7 separate regions of the Mus musculus genome follow, and regions 1, 2, 3, 4, 6 and 7 are each linked to region 5. A link is a contact called in public ChIA-PET, Hi-C and HiChIP or PLAC-seq data. All regions are on one chromosome and are shown on one strand. Each heading gives the region's core, a stretch centred on a gene start, on an enhancer-like site or on the middle of the called end of the contact. The rest is flanking DNA. Distances are from core to core; before and after follow the strand shown.

Region 1 (2,706 bases), core at 9-2,508, 350 kb before region 5:
CCTAAAGCTGCACAACCAAGACAAGACAGAGCCACCGGAACAGTCTCTAGCCTCCAGAAGCAAGATAGATGCTGAGCAGGGCGAACAGAAATGACAGAGGGATGACTTTCTGAACCACAGCAGACACACAGCAAAAGAGACAAGACGTGCGCGGTATGCTTTGCCTACAAGTGACACTTTCTGTGGTATGCCTACTTTGAGAAGGAGACTTCTTAAGGTTAGAAAGTGCAAACAGTTATCTTGTATGCAAATACTGGCAAGACGTAATGATCTCCTGTGATGCTCTGTAGAAAAAAGTATCCCAAGGTCATTCATGACTCAGGGGACCAAAAACTGCAAGAACACACCAGGGATGTCCAGTGTGGGCACCTGAATTGGGGGCGGGGCAGCAGTAAACAGTGCATCTAATGTTCTGTTTCTAAAGGGCAGCAGAATAGAATGATCAAAACTGCAAGGTGACTAGAGCTCATGTCGGAGCAAACAGCGTTGAGAAGGCCAGAAGAATCTTAGAAAGTATACTAGTTTGAGGCAGTGACTTGGCTGGGTGGACAAAAAGTGTTTAGCATATGTACCCAATGACCTGAGCTTAAGTCCCAGATTCCATATAAAGGCAGAAGGAGAGAACTGACCCCACAAAATTGTTCTCTGATCTCCATTCACATGCTGTAGCACACATGTGTACTCATGTCCACCATATGTGCACGCGTGCACAAGCACACGTGTGGGTGTGACCATATGGCTGGGCTATGACAGGAAAGGAAACCAACAAGGCTGCTTTTGGCTCAGCTTCTCCACTAATTTCTAATGTTTTGCCTCCCTCTCTCCCTTTCCCGGGGCTGAAATGCAGACAGAACCCTGAGGCAGGAGCTTTCAGCTGGCAGGTAAGGATGCGTCCTGGAAAAGGCCAGAAGCTAAGATGGAAGGGAGATGGCATTCTGGGTAACCCACCCACTTCCTTACTGCTACATGAGAAAGACAGGAAACCACAACACGACAACTGTCATGTTCTTACAGTCCCTATAATTCGAAACTTATAATTCTGTTACTATTTACTTACTTATTTACTGGTCCTAAGGACTGAGCACAGAGCCTCGTGAACTGAGCCACACTCCCAACCTCTGTGATAACATTTGCCCACACTCTGCCTTATTCAGGTTGTCTTCTGTCTTTTAAAGATTCACAGTCTAAAGTGTACTGGTTGTTACCACCTCCCAAAGCTATAAAGCATAAAAGCTGGACCACAAAATTTGGTAACTCATCATGAAAGGCCATGTGTCTTTTAGAAGACTACCTAGTATCACGGCAGGAGTGTGTGTGAATAGGAAAGTCCCGTGAAGGTGAAGAACCTTTCATAACAACCTTTGCTTAATTGTAAATAAGAGTCCCAAGAGAGCTACATGAATTCCTTCCTGTCCACACTCCATCACCTCCTACTAGGCTCCAACTCCTCCAAGGTTCCCCTACGTCCCCACAGTATGTAGACGAGAGACCAAACTTCAGACAACGAAACCTTGGGTGATAAACCACATTCAACTCCAGCACACTCCATGGGAGAGATCCACATGGTAGGGAATCAGGACTTACAGTGGATAGAGTGAGTCTGTATAGGAACAGAAATCTGCAAGGAGCTGAACTCTACCAACCACTACGTGAGTGAGCTTAGAAACGGCCTTGTGGGAGATTCTGAGGCAGAGGCACTCCAAGAAGCTGCATCTGGATTCCTTGTCAACAACAATGAAACACTGATGTTTCAAGCTCCTACATTTTGAGATATTTTGTTATACAACAACAGCTGACAAATACATCACATTTCCAACTGTCTGTACAGTACAGACCAAGGAAGGTTTATCTGTGTGCTGTGCCTAAGCAGATATTCCAAGAGTATTTCAGTCAGTGCAGCCTAGTTCAGACAGTACAGTAGGGCACTGAGGTATGGACTGTAAAGACAGTACACCAGGGTACTGAGGAATAGATAGTGGTTCATGGAATAATTTTCCCAGTGGTGATGCTAGGTAGCCATTGACAATGCAGATTCTCTGAAGAAGAGATCCTCTTAGGATCAAATCAAGTTTGGGAAATTTCAACAGAAGAAGGAATTCATCTTAATTGAGATTTAGTCAGGATTCCTTTGGAAACTATTTAACATATCCATTAAAGGTATATCCATTAAAGCTTTAGACTCAGGAAGCCTGATTTGGAGTCCACAGTTCTCTAGTTCTTACCATTTTATCAGCATGCATGCATAAAACTTCACAAACATACTGTCTGAAACCACAGAGCTGATAATCCATTTGATATCAAAGGGGAAAATATATTTCCTTTAATAGCTAACTTATTAATCTTAAAGAAAAAAATCCTAGTAAAAAAGGATTTGTGTGTGTGTGTGTGTGTGTGAGTGTGTGTGTGCGTATGCAAGTGTGAAAGTTTGTGTGCCCACTTGTATCTGGGTGCTGTGTGTGTGTATGGATGCATGGGAACAGACAAAGGTTTCTGATCCTTAAAACATAAAACTGGGGGCTGGAGAGCTGGCGTAGTAGTTAGAAGCACTTGTTGCTCTTGCAGAGGACCCAGGGTCAGTTCCCAGTGCCCACAGATGGCTAGTAAACATCTGTAACTCCAATTCCAGGAAACCTGACGACACCCTCTTCTGACTTCAGTGGTCACCAAGCATGCACACGGTATACACACATAACTGCAGGCAAACAC
Region 2 (3,076 bases), core at 324-2,823, 430 kb before region 5:
GAAAAGCAGAAAAGCCCTAATAAAGGTAATGGTGGCAGAGGAATGTAAGAGAGCGCTGGCTTGTCTTTGTAGAAGAGAATACTCGCTAACTTTGCTAAACCCTTCTTTGCACTATTTGTTTCGTGGACATTCAGCGAGCTGTTTGAGCCCCTTTAGGTAAAGGTGCCCCTAGGCTCAGATGTACTTCTGCTAACTCCAAGACCGTCAACAGTTAGATCATGTCGTAGTGAGAAGTGCATGCTGTGGAGAATGTCACTGCTGATGCCCGATATCTCAAGAAGTCGCTGAGTCCATGAATATGGAACCCACAGACACGGCAGGCTGATTTACAGTCACATTCCTGTAAAATCAGACCTCAAAATTACCCATCTCTCTGCTGATTGCATGTTTCTTTTGCACCATTATAAAGTTGAAAACTTTTTTAAATTGGTTATTTACATTTCAAATGTGTCTCCCACCTGCAAACCCCCCATCTCATCCCCCTTCCCCTTTGCCTCTAAGATAAAGTTGAAAACTTTTTGTTTTTGTTTTTGTTTTTTTTTTTTGTTTTTTTGAGACAGGGTTTCTCTTATAGTCCTGGCTGTCCTGGAACTCACTTTGTAGACCAGGCTGGCCTTGAACTCAGAAATCCGCCTGCCTCTGCCTCCCAAGTGCTGGGATTAAAGGCGTGGGCCACCACGACAGGCTAGTTGAAAACTTTTAACAGTCCTAAATCAAGGATTACCTGCACTTTGAAAGCTAGATACTAGAGGAGAATGCTCTTCTGCGTTTAGTGTTATGTAAAGTGTATTAGGGTACACTTTGTTAATGTCTGAGTATGTGGATTTTATTGTGTGAAGACAAAGAAGCAAATGTTTTAAGCTTTTCGTGTTAGAGGTAGTGTCACAGAGTTGTCCTCTGGATTGTCCAGACCATCGGAAGCTCTTCAGATTATCTTGGATATCCTGTTCTGCAATGGTCCTGACATTGCACCATTTACTGATACAGTCACCCCTTGCCTTTTCTTACCCTTTTCTGTTTATCTGCTATACCAGGGATTAAATCTAGGGTCTTGCACATACTACTTAAGTGATCTGTTTCAGAGCTATATTCTCAGCTCTCCTTTTTCTTTTTCTTTTGAGATAGGGTTCTAGTGAGTTACACAGGCTGGCCTTAAATCATCCTGTACTTTACACTTAAAACTGCAGTCTTTCTGCCACTGCCCTCTGAGTAGTTGGAATACAGACCTGTGTCCTAGATGCCCCTCATTATCTATGAAACATGAATTTCATGACCCATGTGGGTCCCCATGACTGTGGACACTTAAGCTCTTTATGTGCAAGGGTAGAATTTACATATAATTTATAGACAGCATCTCTTCCAGTGTACTTTAAGCCATTATTAGATTACTTTCATACAGTATAATGGTATGTAAGCAGTTACTGTGCTGATTGTCTAGAGAATAGTCATCAGGATAAACGAACATGGTTTGTATATACATAGTTAAAGTATTTCCTGTTCCTGGCTGGCTGAGTGGAGCCTGCAGACGTGGGAGACTAATGGATGATGTAATTCTAGAAGTAAATCTGCATATGTAGCACTTCTTAGCCTTGATGACTCAGGGTTTGAGTCCCACTGCTTTGCAGAGTTCTGTGCAGCATATCCCAGGCAGTAAGTTTTGTCTCTATACATTTTATAGCAGCATATCTGTGGAGGGGAATCTTGGACTTTTCACACCGCCTGGGATTGGTCTCAGGCTTTGCGTATTGGTAGGCAGTACTGTACTATTGGGCTACATCCATATCTTTCCGTGCTGTTTACAATAATATGTCAAATGAATAGTTTGCATTTATAATGACAATTCTCAGTTTGAACTGATTACAAAAATATATATTATGTGTCTATATAAGTTTAAAAAATAAGGATGCTATATAAGCTAAAGTAGTAAATGTTTTGAAATAATGTGATACTATATAGTACTAAAAAAATCACAAAGATGAAGAAAATGTTGATGCTGGCTGTCATGAAACCCAAATAACAATCCTGGTTTCCCCTTTGTAAAAGCCGAGCTTTTCTCAACTGCAAGAAAGACCTACAGTCCTGCTAAGCATGGCAAGGGGAGGGCTTCAGAAGATGCTAAGCAGCCTTGCAAATCAGCTCACCGGAAGGAAGCCTGTTCCTCACCCAAGGCCAGTGCCAAACTGGCGCTTATGAAAGCAAAAGAAGAAAGTTCTTACAACGAAACAGAGCTGCTGGCTGCAAGAAGAAAAGAAAGCGCCACTGAACCCAAAGGAGAGAAAACAACTCCTAAGAAAACGAAAGTTTCTCCAACTAAGAGAGAGGTAGGGACTTTGTGAAATGTATGTAATTCAGGAACAAATGGCAGTTCAGGTGGATTGTTCATCATGTTCCTACGTTGTTATAAAAAAATAATTTGAAGCTGGGGGGTGTAGCTCAGTGGTTGGGTGCTTGGCTAATATACTTGACTCCTTGTTTGATCCCTAGAAGACATGAGATCATGTAAATCTCTTAAAGAATAGTCATACAGGAAATGAGCCAATATGTACTGCTATTGTATGAGAAACTATGCTCATATTCATAAATTATATTCCATAATCTTCACAATAACCTTTGAGACATTTGCTCTTATAATTTGTTGTAAAGACGAAGAAACAGGCTGAAAGAATTTAAGTAGCTTTTCCAAGATTACCTACCTGTAATCTTGGTCATCAGAACCACAAAGGGACTTTTCTTTGTCTTTAGATATATATAAGAAGATAATGGTGATTTTTAACCTCCAGTTCTGAAACACTTTAGATTTAGAAGGAGAAACGAGCACTCCTAGTGCCTCTTAGGCACTTAGTATCAAAGGCAGAGCTAGACATGAGCTCTCTGAAGACAAAATAGCACTGTGAGCGTTGGGACAGCTTAGAGCCGGCTTTTGAGTATACCGATAGTGCTGAACAGATAAGGGATCCTAGTCTGGTTATTTCTTGATGTGTGTGTAGAAAGGAGGTAGGGATATGTATTTGGTACCAATGAAATGGCTCAGTGGGTAGGGTGCTACACCCGAGTTTTATCCCTGGGCCCTTCTTGG
Region 3 (2,925 bases), core at 21-2,520, 340 kb after region 5:
CCTTCTATCACGTGGGATGCAGGTGTTGAACCCAGGCCATCCAGCCTGCCACCAAGTACCTTTACCTGTTGAGACACATCACTAGCCCCAAAGTTAATTCTTTCAATAGACATGAGGCTATTCATATTTTCCATTTTATCGTGTGTCAGCTTAAGAAATTTGTACTGTAAGTTCATAAATTCTAAAATGTTAATTTATTGCAAAAAAATACCCTTTAAGATGTTTTTGAGGCCACAAACTTGACTGCCATCCCAAGTTTAGTTCTTGATGCCCATGATCCATGTTCTCTGTCTTTTATCCCTACTCAATCTACCTAGCGTTTTATCAATCACGGAAGGCTGAGAAGGTAAAAGATGCACTATTTACAATGTCTTTAATTACCTGTGCACTGACTGTGGCAGGGTTTCTACTCAAGGGCTCTGTAACGAAGCATTTGTGCAAAATCATAACTATTTCATTATTTCACGGTATGCTCATTTACTATTCATAGCAGGAACATATGTGATGTGGTAAAGACACCATCCATTCCACCAAAAGTGTTTGTTATAACATCAGGGTTTGACAACACGTTCTAGTGGTTAAAAGCTCAGGCTATGGACACAGCTGTGTTCAACATCAACAGTCAGCTGGAGTGCCTGCTGGCTGGGGATTTTAAACAGTCCGCCTTATTTTTCTAAGCATCTAAGGTTATTAGGGTTAAATAGGAAGATGCCGTTATAGCACTAAGTGCAACTACTGAGCTGCTCTGTAAAACTTTGGGTTATTATTTTTAACACTGTGAGTAGCCTGGTCAGACTTAATCTCAGATGACAGTGTGTGTGTGTGTGTGTGTGTGTGTGTGTGTGTGTGTGTAGCTCTGTGTGTATCTGTATGTGTATGTATGTATGTATGTGTATGTGAATTTGTGTGTGTATGTGTGGGTATGTGTATGCATGTGTGCATTGTATATGTGCGTGTCTGTATGAGTGTGTGTGTATGTGTGTGTGAATGTGTGTATATATATATATGTGTGTGTATGTCTGTGTATGTTTGTGTGAGTATGTATGTATTATGTGATTGTGTGTGTGTGTGTGACACTGTGTGTGTGTGTCTAATGCTGTTTCAGCAGTCTTTGCTTTCTGTTCTCAGCTTTGTAAACTGTTGCTGAGCATGGTTTCTCAAGTCCTCAGTCGTCAGCTGTAAATTATCCCCCAAGAAGCCGCTGGCTGGCACCATGGGGCATCGTGTCAGGCTGAAGTGCTGTGTCCCGTTTTCATTTGCACACTTCTTTTGCCATCCTGTGGGGACGAGAGGGACTGACTGCCAAGACTTTTCCCATATGTTCTTGAAAATTATCTAACCACAACCAAAAAGAAATTAAAATACAACCCCAAGCAAACAGGAAACTGACTTTTTCTTTTGGGAACTTAGTCAAAAGCCAACATTTTGTGGTTTCTGTGAAGATTCCTCTCACAGGGTCAGGGATTCATTTACAAAGTGCTTTGTTTTCTCACTTTCCTCATGACTACTTGAAAAGACATTGTTCCTTCTTTTTTTACCTATGAAGGTTGGTTATGGCAACACCCACCAGATTCATATTAAATACCTACACACACACACACACACACACATATATATTCTTTATGATATATATTATTTTTGTAAGATAAAGCCATAGAAGTACCAGACAGCCACGCTGGCTTCAGGCAACTATAAATAATTTCTCCATTCATAACCAAATACAGGTATCTGGCACACTATATTGCTACAGCCTATTAATCATTATGTAGTCAGGGGAAGAGTCAGGCCACAGGCAAGCCTGGACATGGATGTGTCTTCGGTGGAGAGACTCTTGATCTATTTATGTAAGCACTCACATTTGGCACCATCCTGTGTTAGGAGAAAACTCTTGTGCTCTGTTTCCAACTCACGGGAACTTTTTGACTTTACAGGGGAGCCGCAGCTGGGCGGTATTATTTGAGGATAATGAGAAGGTAATGAGTATGCATATCTCCTCGTGTCCCCCACTAGGAATTCTTTTCCCATCTTTAAAAGTTCCTGTTCATATGCTTCTCTGTGGCTGTCATCTGCTGTTTGCTTCTCACTTGCCTTCACTTTCTCTCTACAGTTGCATATGGTGGCAGGGGCAGTGAGTGTGCTGGCCATCTTGGGCTGCATGGCACTCTCCGTGTTAAGGTGAGCTCAGAGTGGCAACATGTTTTCTGTGGTTAAGAATTTGAAGGGACTCCGGCTAGGTCAAGTGTGGTGGTCATGGCTCTGACAGGCCTCGTCCTTCTCCCCAATTCCCTCTGTCTTGCTAAAAGTCCGTAGATTTCATTCCTAATGCTAGTCTCCAAGGTCCGTTCTTTATTTGGCCACTTCTTCCTCCTGAGGCTGACTACCAAGGTCCAACTATCAAAATACTGAAGTCCAGCGGTCAAAAGCCCTCTTGGGCTCACCTAATTAACATGCCCAATTAAAGTTAAACACCTCATCCTAACACGGGGTTTCCCATTTTTCCCTTTATAAACCACCATTTTCCTATGTGACGGTCTGTCTCCTCTCCATCAGAGGAAGTCCTTTGTCCCATTTCCCTCCAAGACAAATCCCCCTTCCCCTCTCCCTTGCTCCCCTCTCCCTTGCTCCCTTCCCCTTCTTCCTCTTCTATCTCCTGCCTTTGTCCTCTTATCTCAGCCTTCTGTCCCTTTGGGACAAAGAAATCTCCTTTGTGCTGTAACTTGGTTTGGGGGACCCTGAGCTGATGCTGTCTCTTCCTTTTGGAGTTGGCGTTGCTTTTCTTCTGTTTCTTACACATGACAGTTTGGGGGTCTGAACTGTCTCTCTTCCTTGGGACTGGGGGTTACTGAAGTTTTTGCTTAGGAAGAAAGTCTGAGGGAAAGCTTTATTTGTAAGTTAACATCATACTGTATACTTGAGCCGCAGCCG
Region 4 (2,700 bases), core at 36-2,535, 430 kb after region 5:
TTATACTGCATTACCTGCTGACCCATCTTGCTAGCCCTTGTTATTGTGTTAACATACGCTGCTTCTAAGGACAAGCCTTCATGTACACAGTCTTAAGGTATAAATTAGGTCAGTGTCTCTAATCCAAGACCAATCCAGGAAGACTATATATGACCCGTAGTCTCTCATCTCCAAATTCTGTTCCAGTACCATCTGGTACATTGAGGAAGGTCAGTTGTCATCTTTCTATTTCTTCAGTCTAACAAATATAGACTGCACCCTGCCCTGCTCCTCCCATGCACCAAACATTAGGGATACCAAAGGAGCTAAGGCTTCTATTAACACACTAGTCTGCCACCTCCTGAAAAAGTAAATATCAAGGTGTCCTGGGAGGTGGCTCTGTGGCAGAGCATTTGCCAAGCATGCATAAAGTCCTGGGTTCCATCACTGATGCTGGGGGCTTAAGGGGACAACAGAGGTTGCACTGAGAGAGGTAGCCAGAGGTGGGCTAGGGAAAGAGAAAAGCCTGCAACCAGCAGGAGGAGGATAGGTAAGGGCCCCACGTGGATTCGTTCTGATGCTGGCTGCTACATCCAACTGGAGAATGAGTGAAACTCTATATCCATGTCCTTGAACGACTTACCATTCATGTTCATGGACTTGGTCCATGTCTGCAAACTCCTCCATCTCTCTGTCCACGAGATCCTTCTCTTCTACATCCATGAATTCTGTCTCATCCGTGACTGCAAACTTTATCCCGTTCATATTCACAAACTGTTATTCTATCCATGTTCACAAACCTGCATTCATGCGTGCAAACTCCACCCCCCACCCGCTGTGTTCATGGACCCTGTCCCACCCGTGTTCATGACCTCTCCCTATGCCATCCATATCTGCCATTCCTTCGCTTGGCTCCAAATCCCAAGTCTCTGAGACTTCAGTCCTACAAGTACTTCATCTACAGAATCACCCCAAAGTAAAAGCCACCAGTGGGAAACGTTCATGATAACAAGATGGCAGCCAGGTGGCAAGCCAGCAAGAGCGCTCGAAACAGCCTGAGGACACGGGGAAAGAAAGAGGTACTCAGCAACCCCACAACTGCTGTTATCCCATGCTGAAGACAACTTGTTCCTCCCTAGACCTGGCTGCAGGAGGAGGAGGAAAGTCACAGAGGCAGCAAGCACCCCAGCCTTGCTTCAGTGCCTGACAAGGCGTCTTGCCTCCGGGAAGGAGCTCCCTATAGCTGCTTAGAGAAGTCAGGGCCCTGCACACCACACCCTACACCTCCCTCTACTTCTTTGCCAGGCTGCACCTGGCCTCTGGCCTCACCTGCCCCACCCAGTTACACCCATGATTCCAACAGTGGCCAGCAAACACAAAGCTATCAGCAATAACAAAACAGAAGGAAGAAATTCAAGTCAAACCAGGTTCCGGCTGCCCTCGGCTGAGCTCCTGCAGCACTGTCTGGTGCCTCCAGCCTTCTGCGTCCCAAACCCAAGTTGAACGGCCAGATCTTATCTGACTTCTCACTGGGCTCTAAGGGTACTGTGTCCTTTCTGTGTCTGGGCCCAGCACCCCTGTCTGAATGGCACCACAGAGATCCAAGAGTGGCTGCAGCCTTCCTACGCATTGCACTGCATTCTCTCAGTCCCCTCACATAGCACTCACATAGCACCGTGCCTCGCTCTTCCAATAATTTTGGCCAGCCCAGTTTTTTTAGAAGCAGGACTTGAAACTCAGAAAGGTGCAGTCTTCCATTAGACTAACAGTGAGAAACAGAGCAGGTGACTACCTGATTAAAGTAAAGCGTTTCTTGGAGCATCTGTCTTGTATGCTGTGAATAGACCTATTTTCCAAAACAGGTTCGACTTGGAAAGATCCTTCTTTTGATTGGCACCTGTCTGGTGGACCCACACCAGGCTGGGCTGCAGCAGGATTCATGTTTGCTGTCTCCCACCTCCATCTGAAATGAAGCTCATTTACTGAGTTACTCAGAATTATCCAGACTGGCTTTGCAATCCCTTCTCCAGGGTCACACATGCTAGGCCAGGGGAAAGCGTTCCTGAAAACCAGGACAGGAGACAAGGCAGGGTACTGGACAGACATGGGGACCCGGAGACCAGCAGGCAGGCCTAGCACACTTCTAAGCATCCATGCAGATCCTAGCACTGATAGAGATGGTGGGGACAGACAGGAGCCATTTCTGGACCAAAACTCACAGAGCACTGGGTGGAGGCTGGTGGGAATTAAAGAATAAGTGTTCCATGGGAGCATCATTTGTTTCAGAACATTTCTTTTTCTAATTCTCTGGGGGAATGCAGCCTGCAACTCTTTCAACTCTAAGAAAGAAAAGCAGCCTCCAGCCACCACTGAACAAAGGCCACCATCTACTGGTTTCAGAACCACATTCCCATCAGACAAATACATCACAGGGTGTGGCCAAAACAACCTGGTTTATTGGCACCCTGACCCCAGGTCAGAAGCCGGAGATAAAATGTGACTCCAGGCTCTTGCCTTGGGGCTCTGGGAACAGCAAGCAGGGACCCACCCTGCTCACACCAACTGGCCATTCTGGTTCATCAAGATGAAATTGTTTTCCTTCGCAGCCGCACCCAGTGCTCCACCATAAGAAGAAACAGGTCAGGAGCATCCAGCAAGGTTTGACCCTTTCATGGAGGTTCCTGCCCAGAGCAATGCAGAGGTCACATCTGCAACCAGGTC
Region 5 (2,842 bases), core at 86-2,585:
CCCTCTTTTTCGGTGTTCAAGACAGGGTTAGTCTTTGTGGTCCTGGACCTCTGTACTAAGCTGACCTGAACTCAGAAATCAGACTGCCTCTGCCTCCCAAGGACTAGGATTAAAGCCGTGCGCCACTCGAGAGCTTTTAGGGCAAATGGGCCAAGTTTTTTTTCTGGTTGTAAGAAAGTCCCGCCAACCTTCTGCACATGACCCAGCTACTCTGAGGAGACCTGATAATTTTGGGGGATCCTCAGCAGTCTGTCTGCTATAGTGTACTTGTATCCTATGAAGCCCATGTACGAAAGTCACAAGGTGATATAAGGTACTGAGGTCCTGAACGGGTGGGGCCGTGGTGTCCCGCCTCTTCTTGCTGGAACAATCACAGCATGAACCATCCCCATGACCACAGGTGGGCAGATACCAGATCTGTTAGTGCCTCGGTCTTGAACTTCCAAATTCCCAAACTCTCAACAACATATTTCTGTTGTTTGTAAAGGGTCTAAGTTTGCGACATTTTATTGCAGCAGTCAAAATAGACAAAGACACCCCCAAAGTGACTCCTTTTCTGTGCATCCTGTGACATAAGAAAGTGGACTCAGTGTTAACTCACAGGCTGCCCTGGTGGCAGCCTCCAGCCAGGGGCTAGGTTCAGAACTTAGTTCTTCCTCTTGTGGGCTCATCAGCAGCCCCTGAGCAGCCTGCTTACTGGCTCTGGACCACAGCTTCCTCACTAGCGAAATGAAAACAGTGAGCTTCGCCCTCAGCATGATCCACAAATAAGGTAAGGATCTGAGGCTTAGTGGGGGACGCAGGGCAAGCACTCTGTATGCCTCAGCGGCTGCATCTGTGCAAATCAGGGCTCCATGGAAAGGAACTTTGTCATCTCTCATTGCCGAGGTCTTCACTGATGTCCCAGCAATTTCTTCTACTCTGGGTGACACGACCAAACTTCAGTCTTCCCCAGGGAGCATGACACCCCTCCCTCTATCTTTCCCAAATGCAAACTCCCCCCACTTCTGGGTGGTGTAGAAATTCTGCTCACTGGAGTCAGGTGCCTAGGCACTTGTCCCTCAGAACCGACCAGCTTGGAGGTCAGCTGAAGTTCAGGAGGGCCTCTGTTCTAGTCACTGTTTATAGATCTGCCAGAGTTTGTAAGTCAAAGGCCCATTTGGGGCCTCCAGAGCCAAGGCCAAGAGGGCAAGCACACAATGCAGCCCTTCTTTGGAGGCCTTGTTTACCTTCCGGGAGCAGGCAGGGTGTGGCAAGAACTTCTGGGTGGCGAGAATTACAGGGTGTGGTGAGAATGTTGGGTGTGGCTGCCCAGGCCAGGCCTTGAAGAAAGCTGCCAAGCAACAAGGCAGGGGACCCAGTGGCCCAGGTCTGACTGACTGTGGGGAAGTGGCTGGTGGTGTCTGCTGAGGCCTGGCTCTGCGGTAGAGTAACTAATGCCCTGACTCCCTCACTTGCCAAACACAATAATAGGGTAACAGACCAAGAAGGTACTTCACTCAGCATGGCCCTCCATAGCTTTCCTGTCATGTTAAAAAGTAAGCCCCAGGGGGCTTCGTGAGAGTCTTGGTGCCCACATTAACTATTTTTTTTTAAAGATTTATTTATTTTATTTATATGGGTACACTGTTGCTGTCTTCAGACAGAACCAGAAGAGGGCATCAGATCCCATTACAGACGGTTGTGAGCCACCATGTGGTTGCTGGGAATTGAACTCAGGACCTCTGGAAAGAGCAGTCAGTGCTCTTTACCACTGAGCCAGCCCCCCCTCCCCCGCCTCCCCCCCCCCCTATTCATTTTGGGACCTTGGTGAAATGGCTGGAGATTCTAATGTGACATGTAGCATTTCTTCCATCCAAGCTTTGGACTGAGCCTGGATCCATCTAGGATCAAGTGACCAGAGACCTTCAACCATCCATGAGAATGTTATTTTGGAGACTGTAGAAGCTCTGGTAGGGTTTTGGGGAGAGATGAGTCTGACCTGGGAGCCAGGAAGCCACTCTCTATCCTCTAACTAACTCACTGGATGAGATATCCACCCGGAATAAGATCCAAGGGAGAGACAGAAATCCACTCCATAGTTTTATTGTAAAGACCACCGGCCATATATCCAGATGATGTTCCAACTGGTAATAAGAACACATGCTCCACTATGTTTATAGCAGCCTTATTTATAATAGCCAGAAGCTGGAAAGAACCCAGATGCCCCTCAACAGAGGAATGGATATAGAAAATGTGCTACATTTACACAATGGAGTATTACTCAGCTATTAAAAACAATGAATTTATGAAATTCCTAGCCAAATGGATGGATCTGGAGGGCATCATCCTGAGTGAGGTAACCCAATCACAAAAGAACTCACATGGTATACACTCACTGATAAGTGGATATTAGCCCAGAAACTTAGAATACCCAAGAAGATACAATTTACAAAACACATGAAACTCAAGAAGAAGGAAGACCAAAGTGTGGACACTTCCCCCCTTTTTAGAATTGGAAACAAAACCCCCATGGAAGGAGTTATAGAGACAAAGTTTGGAGCTGAGATGAAAGGATGGACCATCCAGAGACTGCCCCACCCGGGGGTCCACCCCATAATCAGCCACCAAACGCAAACATTATTGCATACGCCAGCAAGATTTTGCTGAAAGGACCCTGATATAGCTGTCTCTTGTGAGGCTATGCCGGGGCCTAGCAAACACAGAAGTGGATGCTCACAGTCAGCTATTGGATGGAACACAGGGCCCCCAATGGAGGAGCTAGAAAAAGTACCCAAGGAGCTGAAGGGGTCTGCAACCCTATAGGTGGAACAACAATATGAACTAACTAGGACCCCTAGAT
Region 6 (2,760 bases), core at 228-2,727, 390 kb after region 5:
TGATCCTCACGCATCTCAAGTTGGAGAGCCGTGGAGGGCATTCAGCACGTCTTGGAAGAGAAATAAGACAAGAAATCCTTGCCTTACAGTGCTCAGGTAGACACGCCCAGCACCATTCAAAGAGCTACTGGAGCGGGACAGAGAGCATCCCTAAAGAATAACACCCACCCATCTCCCCTTTCACCGCTCGTGTTCAGTGCAGAGCTTCCGGTTACGGTGACTTCGTATTTTATTTCCTGTATTTAGCAGCTTTTCAGCAGAGAATAAAGATGCACTTGAGATCTTTACCCCAAGTTTTTATTTATTTATTTTTTAAGTTAAAAGATGATTGGATGAGCTATGTTTGAAGTTCTATAACGGAGCTACCCGAAGAGATAGGCATGGGTAATACAGAGAATAAAAACAGTAACGGCATTGTCTAAGCGTTTATTTCCGAGAGTAGCTTGTGTGTAGTTAGCCTCTGCTTGCCCTTGATGGATGGGTCCATCATGCCAACTCTACAACTCTGAAACCCAGAGTACTCTGCCTAAAGAAAACCATGCCTTGATTCTCAGTGAGCTTTTATCACTTATTAATGTGATAGTCTCCCAACCAGGCGGCTCAGAGGTGTCAAAAAAAGCTCAGCCACTTGTTTTGTATATTTTGAACCTTCAGAAAAACATGTTTATTTCCTAAAATCTATTTCAAGCTGACGAGATAGATTGGCTCTGCAGGTAAAGGTGCTAACCACCAACTCTGATAACCTGAATTCATTTCCCAGGCCCCACGTATAGTAGAAACAGGAGAAATGATTCACATGAGTTGTCCTCTGATGGTCACATGTATACTGTGATGCACATGTCCAAAAGTATGCTCACACACACACACACACACACACACCAATCACACAAATAAATAAATAAATAAATAAATAAATAAATAAATAAATAAATGTAGAAACATTAAAAATGCACTTAAATGCCAAGATAGTTATAGAAACTAACATTCTAAATGTACACATGTAATGAGTTAACTTTCCACAAGAGTGGGGAACAAATGGCACAATTATTCACACACTATCAGGAGTTTAAAGGCATTAATTTTAACATATCAGTAATCATTGAATTTGGCCATAGTGGTGCATGAGATTTCTAAATCTGGCAATGTGTGGCTTTGACCTATTTCTGTCATAGCCCTCCTTGAGGGTGAATAAAAATAAGTGGGCCAGAAGCCTGTATTCATAGACAACTCAAGCCAAATGGCCAACACTCACCTTCACGGGACCTGATGGTAGTGAGTTCTCTGCATTCGGTTGAATCTTAGGACACCAGCCAGAAGTGTGACCTTACGTAGGTCACCTCTGCTCTGTTCCATGTGTCTTCTAGTCTAGAAAAAAATAGAGGAGGAGGATGGTGAATTTCTGTTAATTCGTGTGTTCCAGTATCCTGTATGCATTTCTACAAGACCTCCCGTCTTGCACCCCAAAGATATGTTGCTAGAATTTCCTTGGTGCCAGTCAACTACGTAAAAGCTTTTCTCTCCCTTTCTTGCACTTCAATTCAGTCTCTTGTGATAGGTTCTTTTCTTTGCCACCAGGCCAGCTCTTTAAAACCCATTTCACGAGCTGTCCCAATAATTAACAACTAATTAACAAGAAGGCCTGGCTGCTAGGGCTTGGTGCTTTCAAAAAGAAATGAGCAGGAAGGTTGCTTCGCTTTCTCTATTCACAGGGTCCCTACCATTGTCACTGGGATCGGCTGGAGATGGCGGCTCCTGAATGGTGTGAACAATCTCATTAAAAATCTCTGCTGGAACAATCAATTCACTGTCACTGGACCATATCGATCCTCAAGAGCTGTCATTGAGTTACAGGGTGTCAAAAAAAAAAAAAAAAAAAAAAGAGACGAAATTGACAGCCGGAAGTGTACTTTGTTTATTCTGGGAAAGAAACTGTCTTAGTTACTTTTCTATTACTGTGATAAAGCACCGTGAAAGCATCCCCTGGAAAGGGGGATTATTTCATTTTATAGCTTATAAATCCATCATGGAGGGAAGTCGGGGCAAGAGCACAGGTCAGGAACCTGGAGGCAGGAACTGGAGCAGAAGCCATGGAGAAATGTTGCTTTCTGGCTCGCTCCCTATGGCTTGCTAAGCCTGCTTTCTTAGAGCACCCAGGACCACCAGCCCGTGTCTGGCACTACCCACAGTGAACTGGGCTCTCCCACCTGGCAATCCCCCACAGGCTTCTCCACAGGCCAATCTGGTGGGAGCACTTTCTCAGTTGAGGCTCCCTCTTTCAAAATAACTCTACCTTGTGTTGGAGTTGGCCTAAAAAACTAGCCAGCACAGAGACCATTATCAGGTGTTTCTCCATGTCGCTCCTGCAGAAATCCTAACAGGAGTTTCCTGATGAGGGTTTAGCAGGATGCTCTCTGCAGAGACACATGACCAGCCTGCAAAGAGACTGCTCATTATTCTGCTGTCTTCTGGGATGCCTCTGAAAGTCCACCTTGGCACCGCTTTTGACATTCTTGATATTTTAAGCTTTATATTATGTGGCCTTGATCTCCTAGCCCAAGGACCAGCACATGAGTCAGTGGAACGGTCTAGTCATTGATCCAGAAGGGTAGTTTGGATGAGGTAATATGGTTAGCAATGGGAGCAGAAAGATGGGCACAAATCTTCACACTGATGAGCCACAAATCTGTGGCTGCACAGCTGATTACCTGCGCTAGACTATACCAAGAACAGCAAGCCAGGCCTCCACTGAAGCCCATCAAG
Region 7 (2,806 bases), core at 71-2,570, 450 kb after region 5:
GAAACCAGTTATTGTAGGCCTTGAATAGAAACATAGGACCTTTGTCTCTTGTTTGCATCCCTTCTGTGGGGTGGATGTCTTTGCTCCCATCAGACACCACCATGATTGACCTCATTGTCAACCAGTCATGACTGAAATCTCCCCAACTGTATACCCAAACAAGCCTTTCTCTCTACGAGTTACTCTCTGCAATCAGGAGCAACAAGCATGGCTTATCACTCCAGTCTCACCTTTGCAGTTCCTGTGGGCCTGGGCTTCCCAGAGTCCTCCACATTTCCATCCCTAGGATGTGTCTGCAGAGCACACCAGGCTAGAATCAGCTGACATTCACCCCTCTTCTGGGTGTGGAGGAAGGAGGCTAGGAAGGAGAGAACTGGTTAACATCTTACCTCTGGTATGTACTGCTGTAGCCTCTCTGCTGCAAATCCCAGCTCCTCGGTGGGTCGCGGTTTCCTCAACAGCCAAGGAAATCTCAGTCTATAGAATAGATTTTAGAGCTAGGTAGCTGATGTTCTACAGAGACGGGGCAAAAGTGATGGTTAATCTTCATTATCATCTTGACAGGACTTAGGGCAGCAAGGAGACACACCTCTAGGTGAGAAAAAAAAGAGCTAATTTCATCTCAGAGATCCCAGCCCCATCCAGGGAGGTCGGGGCGAGGAGCTCAGCGCAGGAGCTTGAAGCAGAGTCCATGGAGTGACGCTGCTTTCTAGCTTGTTCTCTGGTTTGCTCACAGGCTCATGCTTAGCTAGTTTTCTTCTGCAGTCCAGGACCTCTTACCTCGGGAAGATAATTTGGCCCCATCTATAGCAAGCAATTAGCAACTGAAATAAAGTCCACCGGCCAGGCTGATTTTGCAACTCTTCAACTAGGTTGTGTCAAGCTGGTGACAAAACTAACCAGCAAACCAATATACTGACTATAAACTCCTCCAAAAACATCCGGCCTCTGCTTAACTCTGTTTACTCCATTGTGGAGGGAATATTTGCTGTGTGTAGCCAATGCTTCTAAAATTCCAAGATGCTCCTCCTATAGGGACCATTATTTAGACACTCTGGATTCTGTTATTGCTTTGTAAACCACTTCAGTCTTGTTTTGTTCATTTGCTTGTTTTTGATGAGACCCCCTACAGCCTCTTTGGTATGGCACATCCTATAACCCCAAGAACGTGCCTGGTTGGTATGTTTCCTGGAACTTTCTACAGCTGTCAATCTTGTTCACATCCTCAGACTTCCTGAAACAGTTACCATCGAGTCAAAAATAAATACCCTCACAACATGTGCTAAGCCAGCACCCAGTAAGAGGAAGCGAAGGAGAAAGAAACCTTTACAGAGTCTAACTAGCCCTCAGCTGTGCTGGAATTCAGCCAGCCAAACACAACCTCTGCACCATCTACAGCCTTCGTCCCTCCAGCACAGGCCCACTTCAGGAAAGAGTCCAAAGGCTTCCTCCTACCCTTCCGGGCATGCTGCTTTCTGGGCGTGGCAGTTATGGGTTTCTGCACTGATTGTTTTGTGCTTGGACAGCCTATGCTTTTACAAATAGACCCTAACGGCTCTGAAGTCAGTCCTGCTCGGGATCTTCAGAACAGGCTACTATATTGTTTTCATTTCCTGTGCTTTTAACTTCCTTGTCATAATATTATCCTATACTCGTGGACGCCGCTCGTCCATGGGCCCGAGGGAGAGACTGTCACGTGACAGCAGCCGAAAATGTTACATCCAAATTAAGTCATGACCATGCTGAGGGGTTCTACAGACGCTATTTAAAAATTTGGGGGAACGGGGCTGGCGAGATGGTGCAGCAGTTAAGAGCACCAGCTTTCTTCCCAAGGATCTAGGTTTGAGTCTCAGCATCTACATGGTAACCCACACCATCTCTAACTCCAGTTTTGGGGGACCCAACACTCTTGTCTGGCCTCTGTGGGAACGCACATGTAGGCAAAGCACTCACTCACATAAAACAATGATTTGTAAGAATGTTCAGGAAAGAAGATATAAATGTCATATGAACACAAGGCATGGCTTTAGGCATGCCATATGGCTTCCATATAGTGAACTCCAAGTTAAGAATGGCTTAGAAGGAGCCATTGTGTCCAGAAAGCAACCAGGAGGCAGGGGTGTAGCACCCAGGGATGAAGAAGGTGTACGCAGCACGCTGAGCCTCCTCCACTTAGGCCTCCTAAATCAGCAACTCAGAGAATATATGGCCACAGGCCAGACCCCCATCAGATTCCTTCCCTCTCACAATGCTAAGCTGTCCACACCGGTGTTCCACACAATGACCAGACAACCCTAGTCCCAGTTACTGCCACTGACCCTACAGCCTGCCTGTGACACTCAGGACTTCCAACACCCACAGCAAGTAAACTCGATAGCCCATCTTTACCTACAAACACTCTGAGTATGAGGTTGGGAAGGGAAATAAGCACTGGAAATAGCTAATGCTGATTATAAAGCACGAGGTGTTGAAAGACATTCTTATATCCAAAATGTTAGAAAAAACTAAAACAAAAACAAACAAAAAAAAACCCACTATACAATATTATAAATGTATTGGCCCTGAAACATTAACATTTTAGCTGTTCGATTCTTTGCAGTGCTAGGTCCCTCCCATTGTTAGTGATTTCAATGGCTAGGATACAACTAATATTTTGACTGTGTTTTACATTTTATGCTGTGCATGAGATTAAAGCCTCAGAGATCCCCAACTGATCCAAGAGGAATTCTGGAGTCTCCACCCTGATTGCCCTCTTCTTTCAGGAAGAATTCTTTCTCCTGGAAGAGAAGCTGCATTGATTTACAAA

What was found. Hi-C and Micro-C count contacts between places; a contact is called where the count stands out from the background. ChIA-PET counts read pairs in DNA pulled down with a chosen protein or histone mark. HiChIP or PLAC-seq counts read pairs in DNA pulled down with a chosen protein or histone mark.
Region 1: a contact with region 5 is called in a Hi-C map of regulatory T cells, with 3 times the contacts expected there. The contact joins two enhancer-like sites. A contact is called at or near these places in 8 of 39 promoter capture datasets (the C10 cell line, cranial neural crest, frontonasal cranial neural crest and 5 more), 8 of 484 Hi-C or Micro-C datasets (CD4 T cells, bone marrow-derived macrophages, cortical neurons and 4 more), 2 of 115 datasets of contacts at active chromatin or transcription factors (embryonic stem cells and large pre-B cells) and 1 of 9 other capture datasets (adipose tissue).
Region 2: a contact with region 5 is called in an H3K4me3 HiChIP or PLAC-seq map of bone marrow-derived macrophages, with 5 times the contacts expected there. The contact joins two enhancer-like sites. A contact is called at or near these places in 3 of 484 Hi-C or Micro-C datasets (B cells and CD4 T cells) and 3 of 115 datasets of contacts at active chromatin or transcription factors (bone marrow-derived macrophages, embryonic stem cells and large pre-B cells).
Region 3: a Hi-C map of bone marrow-derived macrophages shows a contact between it and region 5, with 44 read pairs. The contact joins two enhancer-like sites. A contact is called at or near these places in 1 of 39 promoter capture datasets (liver), 3 of 15 datasets of contacts at CTCF or cohesin (CD8 T cells, large pre-B cells and pro-B cells), 26 of 484 Hi-C or Micro-C datasets (the 3T3-L1 cell line, 3T3-L1-derived adipocytes, the C10 cell line and 18 more) and 18 of 115 datasets of contacts at active chromatin or transcription factors (the NIH/3T3 cell line, bone marrow-derived macrophages, a colorectal cancer cell line and 10 more).
Region 4: a contact with region 5 is called in a YY1 ChIA-PET map of embryonic stem cells, with 5 read pairs. The contact joins two enhancer-like sites. A contact is called at or near these places in 2 of 15 datasets of contacts at CTCF or cohesin (both in embryonic stem cells), 14 of 484 Hi-C or Micro-C datasets (the G1E-ER4 cell line, the N1E-115 cell line, bone marrow-derived macrophages and 5 more), 20 of 115 datasets of contacts at active chromatin or transcription factors (bone marrow-derived macrophages, cardiomyocytes, embryonic basal ganglia and 8 more) and 1 of 9 other capture datasets (embryonic stem cells).
Region 6: an H3K27ac HiChIP or PLAC-seq map of embryonic stem cells shows a contact between it and region 5, with 12 read pairs. The contact joins the promoter of C030018K13Rik here to the enhancer-like site in region 5. A contact is called at or near these places in 5 of 39 promoter capture datasets (the 3T3-L1 cell line, hippocampal neurons, liver and 2 more), 2 of 15 datasets of contacts at CTCF or cohesin (the NIH/3T3 cell line and large pre-B cells), 18 of 484 Hi-C or Micro-C datasets (CD4 T cells, CD8 T cells, the G1E-ER4 cell line and 7 more), 26 of 115 datasets of contacts at active chromatin or transcription factors (CD8 T cells, the NIH/3T3 cell line, T-cell acute lymphoblastic leukemia and 15 more) and 1 of 9 other capture datasets (liver).
Region 7: a Hi-C map of bone marrow-derived macrophages shows a contact between it and region 5, with 36 read pairs. The contact joins two enhancer-like sites. A contact is called at or near these places in 2 of 15 datasets of contacts at CTCF or cohesin (the NIH/3T3 cell line and large pre-B cells), 8 of 484 Hi-C or Micro-C datasets (bone marrow-derived macrophages, embryonic fibroblasts, embryonic stem cells and 1 more) and 22 of 115 datasets of contacts at active chromatin or transcription factors (bone marrow-derived macrophages, cardiomyocytes, embryonic basal ganglia and 11 more).

The regions. Positions count from the first base shown.
Region 1 is chr5:65,216,078-65,218,783 of GRCm38.p6, reverse strand. All of the region lies in intron 6 of Wdr19 (WD repeat domain 19), which reads right to left. Among named protein-coding and RNA genes, the nearest start is that of Wdr19, 18 kb to the right of the region's middle. Within about 2 kb of position 1,258, at least 32 of the 459 cell types and tissues checked have an H3K27ac peak or open chromatin away from gene starts, as enhancers often do. A contact at or near this core is called in regulatory T cells, where this site is marked.
Region 2 is chr5:65,292,903-65,295,978 of GRCm38.p6, reverse strand. It overlaps Rfc1 (replication factor C (activator 1) 1), which reads left to right. Exons shown (of 25, transcript NM_001347357.1): 8 at 1-25; 9 at 2,044-2,321. Among named protein-coding and RNA genes, the nearest start is that of Rfc1, 41 kb to the left of the region's middle. Within about 2 kb of position 1,573, at least 12 of the 459 cell types and tissues checked have an H3K27ac peak or open chromatin away from gene starts, as enhancers often do. A contact at or near this core is called in bone marrow-derived macrophages, where this site is marked.
Region 3 is chr5:64,520,521-64,523,445 of GRCm38.p6, reverse strand. No RefSeq gene overlaps it. Among named protein-coding and RNA genes, the nearest start is that of Gm31423, 9.9 kb to the left of the region's middle. Within about 2 kb of position 1,270, at least 42 of the 459 cell types and tissues checked have an H3K27ac peak or open chromatin away from gene starts, as enhancers often do. A contact at or near this core is called in the C2C12 cell line, beige adipocytes, bone marrow-derived macrophages and 2 more, where this site is marked.
Region 4 is chr5:64,430,461-64,433,160 of GRCm38.p6, reverse strand. No RefSeq gene overlaps it. Among named protein-coding and RNA genes, the nearest start is that of Gm31363, 20 kb to the left of the region's middle. Within about 2 kb of position 1,285, at least 43 of the 459 cell types and tissues checked have an H3K27ac peak or open chromatin away from gene starts, as enhancers often do. A contact at or near this core is called in embryonic stem cells and uterus, where this site is marked.
Region 5 is chr5:64,863,299-64,866,140 of GRCm38.p6, reverse strand. No RefSeq gene overlaps it. Among named protein-coding and RNA genes, the nearest start is that of Gm31889, 15 kb to the left of the region's middle. Within about 2 kb of position 1,335, at least 201 of the 459 cell types and tissues checked have an H3K27ac peak or open chromatin away from gene starts, as enhancers often do. A contact at or near this core is called in the C2C12 cell line, CD8 T cells, the G1E-ER4 cell line and 20 more, where this site is marked.
Region 6 is chr5:64,475,725-64,478,484 of GRCm38.p6, reverse strand. It overlaps C030018K13Rik (RIKEN cDNA C030018K13 gene), which reads right to left and starts at 1,477. Exons shown (of 2, transcript NR_045413.1): 1 at 1,253-1,477.
Region 7 is chr5:64,409,400-64,412,205 of GRCm38.p6, reverse strand. No RefSeq gene overlaps it. Among named protein-coding and RNA genes, the nearest start is that of Gm43837, 33 kb to the right of the region's middle. Within about 2 kb of position 1,320, at least 66 of the 459 cell types and tissues checked have an H3K27ac peak or open chromatin away from gene starts, as enhancers often do. A contact at or near this core is called in bone marrow-derived macrophages, embryonic stem cells, intestinal villus epithelium and 1 more, where this site is marked.